2 separate regions of the Danio rerio genome follow, and region 2 is linked to region 1. The links are chromatin contacts, called in public HiChIP or PLAC-seq maps. All regions are on one chromosome and are shown on one strand. Each heading gives the region's core, a stretch centred on a gene start, on an enhancer-like site or on the middle of the called end of the contact. The rest is flanking DNA. Distances are from core to core; before and after follow the strand shown. Region 1 holds the start of wdr82 (WD repeat domain 82). Region 2 holds the start of gpr61l (G protein-coupled receptor 61-like).

Evidence for each region. HiChIP or PLAC-seq counts read pairs in DNA pulled down with a chosen protein or histone mark.
Region 2: a contact with region 1 is called in an H3K4me3 HiChIP or PLAC-seq map of gastrula embryo, with 5 times the contacts expected there. The contact joins the promoter of gpr61l here to the promoter of wdr82 in region 1. A contact is called at or near these places in 2 of 4 datasets of contacts at active chromatin or transcription factors (embryo and gastrula embryo).

Annotation. Positions count from the first base shown.
Region 1 is chr6:44,007,983-44,012,661 of GRCz12tu, reverse strand. It overlaps wdr82 (WD repeat domain 82), which reads right to left and starts at 3,429. Exons shown (of 9, transcript NM_001166268.1): 1 at 3,081-3,429; 2 at 2,019-2,116; 3 at 1,469-1,535; 4 at 1,278-1,377; 5 at 1,087-1,203; 6 at 853-1,008. The coding sequence starts at 3,241. cplane2 (ciliogenesis and planar polarity effector 2) reads right to left here. Exons shown (of 5, transcript NM_001004649.1): 5 at 4,678-4,679. It overlaps LOC100536148 (a long non-coding RNA gene), which reads left to right and starts at 2,904. Exons shown (of 3, transcript XR_002459111.3): 1 at 2,904-4,089; 2 at 4,193-4,309; 3 at 4,432-4,679. mirlet7j (microRNA let7j) reads right to left here and starts at 1,724; the gene lies at 1,642-1,724.
Region 2 is chr6:44,584,117-44,589,271 of GRCz12tu, reverse strand. gpr61l (G protein-coupled receptor 61-like) reads left to right here and starts at 2,304. Exons shown (of 3, transcript XM_073954411.1): 1 at 2,304-4,114; 2 at 4,215-4,377. It overlaps parp3 (poly (ADP-ribose) polymerase family, member 3), which reads left to right. Exons shown (of 11, transcript NM_200501.1): 10 at 995-1,138; 11 at 1,246-2,210. The coding sequence ends at 1,424.

The DNA of each region.
Region 1 (4,679 bases), core at 2,180-4,679:
TACACCCTCCACTTGTTAAGTCGTGACATATGGAGTACTGTTTTAGGTCCAAGCCGCTACTCATTTGAATCGAGAAAATGTTTGTTCATGGCCATTTTTAAGTCATATAACACTTTAAAATGAATTTTATATAAAATCATAGTGAACACAACAGTCTCAGGACATACTGCATCACACACACCAATATTTCACCAATTTAAAAAAACTGTATCACTTTCTGGTCATCGGATACAAGGCAAGGATATTTATTGCCATCGTGATTTTGGAAAGTATTTCAGCGCTTAGTAAACGTTTATTATTACCATTTTGATGAGTCTCCCCATTTAGTTTTTAATAGATCGCTTGGACTCAGAAGCTTACACTTAACAAGCGAATGTCACACCCTCTCTTCATGTTTCAGTCAAGATTATGTTAGACACTGAATAAAAATGCACAATTGAAAGCACTTCAACAGGCTTTAAAAAGTGTATATTAAATTAAGGTATTATCTCCCAAACGGAAGATTCTGAACGGCCTGAAAAAAAGTCATCAGTAATTCCAGGTTTACTTCCTACATAACCCAACTACATAGGGTTGTAACTAATTTGTATGCCAGTTTATGGTCTTCATTGGCCGGTATGGTCTGTAAAAAAACATCTAATTTGACCCTCAATAACTGTAGTTATATCCGAGGTCTGAAAGTGTTTTGTGCAGCAAAGGCAAAAACACATTGTATGCACTGAAAGAAAATGTTCCTTTTGAACTTGAGGTGAATGCAAACTTAATGTACGAGACCTCCATAATAAATGATAAATGAAAAACTAACAGGACTGCTTTTACAAAAAAAAAAAAAAAAAAAAAAGTATTTTTTACCCCAAACGAGTGGAGAACAGCTCCTTTAAAAGCATCCAGCACTCTGAGTGTTCCTCCATTGGTGGAGACCAGAATGAGCTTTCCATCATTGCTGAACTTGAGACCCGTCCACTCACACGTCCGCTCATATTGCAGTTTAAATGTGGCAAATGGGCCCTGAGACAAGAATTTTTTTTACTTTTAAAACATCCAATATAACAGTACAGTTCTTTGAATGCAAATGTATAAAGTTACCTTATCAAAAGAGCGCAAATCATAAAGTTTGACCATCTCAGAATTCACTCCTGCAGCAAAAATCAACCCCTCGGGATCAAATGAGCACACAGGTTTCCCTTGCAGGTGCATGAGGCCCTGTGAACACAACCATGATTAGAATCAAGTACACACTAACAAGAAAAACATACCCAAATTAAAAAACAGCTTACTTGACAGTTAGGCGAGCGAAGGTCCCACAGACGAATGGTTTTGTCAAGGGAGCCAGAAATGAATGTGTCATCAACAGGGGACATAGACAGGGCGACAACCCTAGAATAGCATAAAACCCACACAAAAAGCCATATAACACCAATATTCAATTGTAAAAACAGGATGATAATTTAATGGCACAATTCCTCACCTTTTATTGTGTCCAGGAAAGTAGCGAATGTACTTATTGTCATGTAGAGACAGGTATCGTATAGTATCTGTGACAGCACAAATGTGTCAAAATATAACAACTAGAACAAGATTTTATTAGAAAAAATATAAACATGTACTGTATACCATGTCAGATGAGTGGGCTCAACCCTGGGCAAGGCAGTAGTCTGTACAGTTAGCTCCTTAACAGGGCAGAATAACAGACCCTAAAAACTGTACAAACAACTACCTCAACCCAGAACAGGCAAGGATAAACAGCCATACACAAATACCAGTAGTAAAGCTTAGGAAAAACCTGTTATTTAACTAATGTGTACAAGATTACATAGAAACGGATGCATACACTTATTATGAAAACATAATTATGAAAATGTAAGGTGAAAAATAACACTCATAACATTGAGAAATTTAATAAAACAAGTTAAAAAGGGCTCAGTGAATAAGCATTTCATCCCTAAAGCTTAAAATAATGGAATTTGCTGGGGGAAAAACAGCACGTTATCACACTAAGGTTTGGTAAAGAGTCCTACCGTCAATCTTGTTAGAGCTGTAGACGACTGTGTTGGCTGCATGGGTGTATCTGATGAGATCCACACCATACTTCTTACTGTAAAGCGTCCGTTTGGGTCTGATTTAAAGAGGGAAAAGGTTAATCTGGTTTATTAGATAAATAACATGCAAAAATTCATAACATAATTTGATTTTACAGTCAGGAGGCGGCCGATTATTTTAGGAGGCGTGGATGCTAACAGTTAGCACGCGTCTGTACATTAGATTCATTTCAGAGAATCAGTTTTTTCAAAGAGCTGATTTGAAAGAATCGGTTCAAGATATGGCGATTTTTTTTATGTCGCTACGTTACGAATGGTTAGGGTTTTAGAAAAGAAAATATAAGATAATGATTTAAAATAAACAACTAGACTCAAAACAAGAACATGGCTGCAAAAGGTTTTACTATAGCATATTTTTTTTCTTGCTTTCCAGTACAAACATCTAACGTTAAAGGTTCACACATCGATACACATTCACGAAGCAAACGAACAGTCTTGTTTTGAGAATTTGGTATTTAAAAATTAACAAAAAAGTGGTAATAGACTCAAAAAAGTCAAACAAAAACACTTAATCCAAATAAATAAGTCATGTTTCACCTTAAAATAAAATCTGTTCAAGTTCTCTCGCAAATTAAACGCATATCAAGTAAATGTATCAAGTTACATAACAACAAAGCAATAAAACAAAAAAGTTTTTTTAAATCTCAAATTTTGTTGCAGATAATTTTCAGCAGTTTTAAGACATAATACTAAATGAAGAACGGAAACAGCTAAAAAACGGAACGAAGCTCAGTGATTCAGTTCAAGTGATTCACTTGAAAGATCCGAATTACAAATAAGAGACCGCTAACTGTACACACAAACGCATTCAAAACACAACACTCGATATAAATAGGCAATAATTGTCACGATTAACATTATAGCAATAGATCTAGGTATTTATCCCATTTCAGTAACTTACATAAAACACAACAAACGCTGAATTAAAACGAAACAGTCAGTTGCAGGACAACCACATCGAATAAACTACAAGCGACTTACTTTCCTTCCTGGCAGTCGTACAAGACAATCGAGTCATCGTCGCTACTCGATATTACAGTTTCTCCATTTGAACTGAAGTCAAAGCAGTTTATTTTGTCGGAGTTCTCTCGGAAAACCTTCGCAACCCTGAAACTCCTCAGCACACTGTCTGTGAGCTTCATTGTGGCCTTTCTTGCCTGGCCAGGCGCGACGGGATCGTTTCGTTAAAACAGCGACAAGTTTGGGTTCTGGTTAAACAGTCTTGTGCGTTGCGAGTGTGTCGTGAAAATTTTGTTGACCGAAAATGGTTTTCAGATGTGTATTTCTGTCACATTAAAAAAGCCCGCCGACAGAACTGGTCAATGAACTGGATTACGAAAGACGAGATGAAGCTAGAACTAGCAAGGTGACTTACAAAATGGCCACCACCCCTGCGAATGTTTTCAGAATAAAAGTCCCATTACGATTTAGGCTGACGTTGAGGTTGGAAGGAAGTTTTTGTTGGTTAGGGTGATTTATTATACGCTCTGTATATTAACCTTCCATTACGTACACGAAAAACAACGAGGTTATTCTAGTAATTTAGTACTGAAATGACAGCTGTAACGAGGATGCAGAATTTCACATGAGTTCTCCATATACTGTTTTTCATTTCTAGCAAGGCTTACCCTTAATTTTTAGTAATTATGAAACCACATTTGCAGTTAATCATTATTACATTCAGTTTCCTTTACAATTTTTGAGTGTTTTTACAGTTAATTTCAAAGAGGATATTAATATCACACTACAAAATTACCTCTTCTTTCTCATATGACACATTCTGCACATAGACATCAATTCTAGCCTCACCCAGAACCCCAAACACAACCAGGGGTATAAAAGCAAGTACTGCATTGTTCTAAACAAAAACACAGAGAAAACCAGCATCAAACGTTTATGAACCATTAAAGTCTTTTTGTTTAGAAAAAGAACAGGATTAATTAATTGTCCTATGCTTTCTAACAAATCTACAATGGCAGGTGTTTCAAAGGTGAGTGTTGTTTAAAGTCTAGTTTGAACACCTCTGCAAACAATTTGTTAATGCTGTATGATTATTATAAATTAACCATAAGCTTGATTTTTTTTTTTCAAAGGGTGAAATTTGCACTGTTGGAGATATTTACGTATTAACAGTGAATGTAAGCGAGTTTGCACCGGAAGAAGTTATAGTAACCTCAACCAATAATGCAATACAAGTCTTTGCAGAAAAGGTAAGCAAAATAAACCTAAACATTTTGAAAAATTTTAAAGCTTAAACACATTAAACAAAAATATATTGTATTTACTCCTTTTGGTTTGTCTTTTTCAAATTTTCCCCTGACTTATGAATCAGTTGGCATCAGATGGCACAGTTTTGGACGTCATTCGACAGAAGTACCAATTTCCAGCTGATGTGGATCCAATGTCAGTTACATCGTTTCTAGGGAAAGGTGGATTGTTGATGATTAAAGCTCAAAAACACACAACAAAAAACTTGTGAACTATGGATTGAAACAAAGATGTGAAACCTGTTGCTTGGATGCTTATTATTTTAGAAAGGGTACTGTTTTCTTTGGTTTATTGAACAAAATGTTTTATACT
Region 2 (5,155 bases), core at 1,055-3,554, 580 kb before region 1:
TGAGGGCTTTATTATCGCATGCAAGGCTGATGTGATGCGCGCAAGTGTTTATAAAGCTTACACACTCCCGTTTCCTTGTGTGAAGCAACCATGCCTGCAAACGCAACTTTTGTGATTGCTTTTCTTTAAAATAGAAAAAAAATGATGCTCCTCCACCCACATTTTTGCTGCTTTCAAGAGCTCCAAATTCTTTTTAAAAATGTCTTTTTGTAAGCAGCAGCTATTGCCGCTTTCACTTTAACCATTCTTTGAACAGATTGTTAATGGGCTTAACGTTAACTGTGTAGAGGTGTTAATCATTTCAATATCACACATAGTATTTTTCACCTGCTTTCTTTTGGTTAGAATTATTTTTTATTTCAGGTTTAATTAACATCCTTTACATTAACATTGGTTTAATAGGATATCGATTTAGATATATAACAATAGTTTTTTAAATGTAATTTTTTAAATAATTTTTTTATTAGTAAAAAGTGCATGTACACAGCTATATTTACCTTGTTTTTATTTTTTAAAAGTAGTTAAAATGTGTAGAAATTATGTTGAATTAGTTATTTGTTTATTTATATTAGGTGTGGCAATAAAACAAAAATATAGGTAAATTCTTAATGTTGAACCCTGAAAAGTCATGTGAAACACTTTGAAAGCACAACCCAGTTGCTCATGTTCATTAAGCAAGCTCATATACAACACACAAAAACGTGTGATTAATAAGGAGGCATGTGGACATAACACAACATATAAATCAAGTCATTTTAGCATACCAAAGTCAAATTTATGCATATAAAATATATTTTCCCAACAGCAAAATTATGGCTAGTGAAATTGGCAAATGGCTAGTAATATTGAAAAACTACTAGCCACACAGTGGCGGGTGATCAAAAAAAGTTAAAGTCAACCCGTATTTCCAGTTTACAAAACATGGTAATGTAGTAGACATTAATAACAGGCACTTTTAATCAGATTTTTTGTAACTTCTGTTTTGTGTTTGCAGTGCGTCCATCAAACAAAATTGGCATCATGTTTCTAAATGAAGTTGCTTTGGGAAAGGAGTACACCATCACACGGGACGATCCCAGCTTAAGAAAGGCACCCGCTGGCTATGACAGTGTAATTGCACGTGGAAACCAAGAACCAGGTTATTTTTATTTTTATTTTTTATATAATTAAATAAAAAATTTCCATTACTAGACATAATATAAAACATGAGTTCTTGGCAAAGTTTAAGTCTTTTTTCTTGTTTAGATCCTTCAAAAGATGTCTTCATTGAACTTGATGGTAAAAAGGTGGTGGTTCCTCAGGGAAAAGCCATAAAACAGCAGCAATACGAGGGAAGTCATTTCTACAACAGTGAGTACCTCATCTATAAGGAAAGCCAGTGCCGCATCCGATACCTCTTGGAGTTGAAGTTTAATTATTACTAGAGATGCAAATCAAGAAACTGTATCTACATACAGCACAGCCACTTATAAAAGCCACTTCTGATATGTGGTTTCGCTCGTATAAAGTGCTGAATGTTTGAGGTAATTACTGAGTTGGAAATTCATTGAAGTTCTGTTTTTGAAAGCTACAGTACACAACAACGTTTTTATGTACTGTAAACCTTAGTGTGATCTTACAATATGTTTGCTCATTTTGTCATATCCCTGAGTGAAGTTTAAATGTCTTTTATCATTTATTTTCTGCAATATCTTATTCAAGTTCAAAACAGATTTACTGGTTTCAGTAGTGTCAGAACAACAAGTTATTACATGTGTTTAAACATCTTTAAGCATTTATAAAAACTTGAGTCAGGGAGCATATATGTATATATACATATATCTATAGTAATTTAGGGGGAAATGAAGACAGATAAAATATTGTAATTGTTTTTTGTTTTTAAAGTTTAATTTTGCACTAATCAATACAGTAATGTGCATGTGACTTGCTGACTCATTGCTGAAAAGCATAGCTTGTGAAGGTAATGTGATGCTCTGGACCCTTATATATTTGCTTGATGTTAAAGGAAAGGTCTTATACATGCACAAATGCAACATACTGTATTGTTTGTTTATAGTTATCTTTTCTTATATACTTATACTTAAAGTTACTTATCTTCATAGTTATCTTTTTTTTTTACATCTTATGGTGAGTTTTGAAGTTCCAACATAAATGTTAATGTGAGGACTTGGCACTTAAACAATCTGAAGATAATAAATCATTATACTTATTATCTTGCTATGTTGTGTTTCTTTATGGCCAGTAGATGTCACTTTTTTCAAACTACAAAGGTTTGCCTAAATTCCTTGTGGCATATATTCAAGAAGGGGCTGTAAATCACAGATTCAGCATCATGTGGTTGTTGAGATTTATCAGCTGCACATCCATGATGTGAATCTCTTGGTCCAGCAAATCTCAAAAGTGCTCTATTGGACTAAGATCTGTGAACTGTAAACATTTTAAAATAGTGAAGCCACTGACATTTTTAAAAATCCAGTTTAAGATGTTCACATGGTGTGTTATCATGCTAGAACTCTCAAAGATAGAACTCTGTGGTGATAAAGACATGGTATTGGTCAAATTGTGATGTTCAGAATGGCTGCAGCATTGCAATGTTTTGTTTTACTGTGATATATATTGTGATATGGGGGCAATACGGTGGCGCAGTGGGTAGCACGATCGATTCACAGCAAGAAGGTCACTGGTTCGAGCCCCGGCTATGTCAGCTGGCATTTCTGTGTGGAGTTTGCATGTTCTCCTCGTGTTAGCGTGGGTTTCCTCCAGGTGCTCCGGTTTTCCCCAAAGTCCAAAGACATGCGCTATTAAAAAAAAGAAAATGAATGAATATTAATATGAATACAGTTTCACCAGACTAAAATAGCTTTTGGTAAGAATTCAGGTACAGAAGTTAAGTAATCAAATGTTAAATAGCACTGCATAGATTTACTTTTATAATTAATTCAATAAATAGTCATAAGACAGTAACAGGCCTTAAAACCTGTGTAAATGATCAACTTTTGCTCCATTATAGTAAGAATCTGGTAGAAACTATCTTAGAAACTATATTCCCAATTCAACGTTGCAGTTTGTGCAATGTATCTGTTGCCGATGTACAGTGGGATATTGATGCTAAAACTATTGTGCAGCCCTATAGTATCTGTAATGATTACACAATGTTCACTTAGTACTAAGGGGTCCAGAGTATACCGAGGAAATAGTCTTCACTTCACCGCCAGCAGCTGCTTGAAAAACTGATACAAGACACGATGAATACTGTGATGTTGTTTATCCAAATGATCACCCTGAATATCTGAATATAATAGCTGAATTCTGATCTTGTCAATCCTTGCAGCTTTTTCAATTCTGCTGACTGGATGTTAATTCTAGCTTTAGTTTCCTGTTTTTAGTTTCCGAATATGAATGGCATATTCCTAAATACCGCACATAGATAATCCTACCAACTCCTGCTGTCATGATTTTTTTGAATTATGTATAGCAAAAGAAAAAAAAAACATCTGTTAATGGAAAGTCATAATTTTGCAATAGTTTTCTATCAAAATTTTTAAAACCTCTGTTTTCTGTCAATCTGTAAAGACAATCGGGCTACTGAAAGTCTTGAACTGGCCTCCACAGTGTCCCGAACTGAAAACTGTAGAGGGGATGTGCGATTAAAACAATACAATAATAAAAAACGACTAAAGCTAAAGACATACTTGACGAAGCTCCTAAAGAAGCCTAGTATACTGTACTTCAGAACTGTCTCCTCAAGAGAGTGCTCTTGCCTAAAAAATATTTGCTCCCACAAGGTAATATTTATTATTGTTGCATCTTTATATCTGTGCAAATGCCCAATATGCTTTAAAAATGGATCTTTATAAGTGGCCAGATGACTTACAGTAGGCCATAAAAACATCTTGTGTTTGAGTGGTGTGCGTTTGGACCCAGGGGATGACAGGCACTCTGGAGGACAGAGGAGTATGTGTCTGTTTGAAAGAGGAAGAAAAAATCACAGAGACACAATGTGTGACAGTCACAGCCCTTCACAGCACCGGACACAGTGTGGAAGAGCATCCCGACAGACACCGGCTTAAGTGGTGCGAATACTGATCAACACTGCTGGAAACTGGAAGAGCAGGTGGGACCATATCTTTTTTGCTTCACCAAGGTTTTGTTAGATAGAAAGTGTAACCTGTATGAACTTTGCTTCTTGGAGTCGAAGCTTTTTACTTTTTGAGGGATCCTGATCCACACCTGAGATGTTGAGTGCTAAATCTCAGGCCTCAAATGGGATTGCAGCGCACTTATTTTAGCAACGTTTCCACTGCGTGAAAGCATGTCCAGATGTTCAAATCTCAACCCTGATTGGAGGATCATCAAAAAAAGCAAAGCAACTGAAAGGTGAGAGCAGCTCATGATGTGTTCTTTCACTGAATGTTGTGAGCTGGGAACCACGTGAGGATAATTGAGAACAGCAGAGCACAAGATGACATGACAGCAGGTCATTCATTTTAATTTGGTGGAGGAAAAAATAAAACGTGTTTTCAGATTTCTAGCATAGTGGGATAAAGTGTGTGTGGGTCAGGGGATGGTTGGGTGTTTGTGGGAAGCCCGTGACACAATCAGGTATGAGTCATTTGACTCCCACTGACAAAACAACAATAGTACAAAAACAATAGCTTTAGTAATGTCCAGCAACTTCATTGATCTATGAAGGTCAACAAACCAATTTGTGCAACAACAAAAATTGTACATCTGTTGGGTGAAAACAATCTGTAAATTGGCAAGAAGGATGGTCAAGATTATGTTGTGCCCTCATTAGCATATAGAGATGTTAAGTGGGATGAAGAAAAAAAAAATAGGGAGGATTTTCCATGAAGTGTCAAGGTAAAAGAAAATGACACTCTGGTTCTGGGAATGATCTGGTACTAGGCATGGGCCGGTTTAAAATTCTGACGATATGATAACCATGGATAAAAATATTACAGTTTCATCCTATTTGTATTACTGCTCTAAAATATGTTCTTTTTAAATCTCTGGGTAAAAAATAAATACTTTTTCCCCTTTGAACACAATGTATTTTATTTTGAGAAACATTAAAAACATTTTGGAGCAGTAAACATGTCAGGCTAAATCATTCAAATGAATTTTTGACTTTTACTGTCTTCATTAGTTTCAA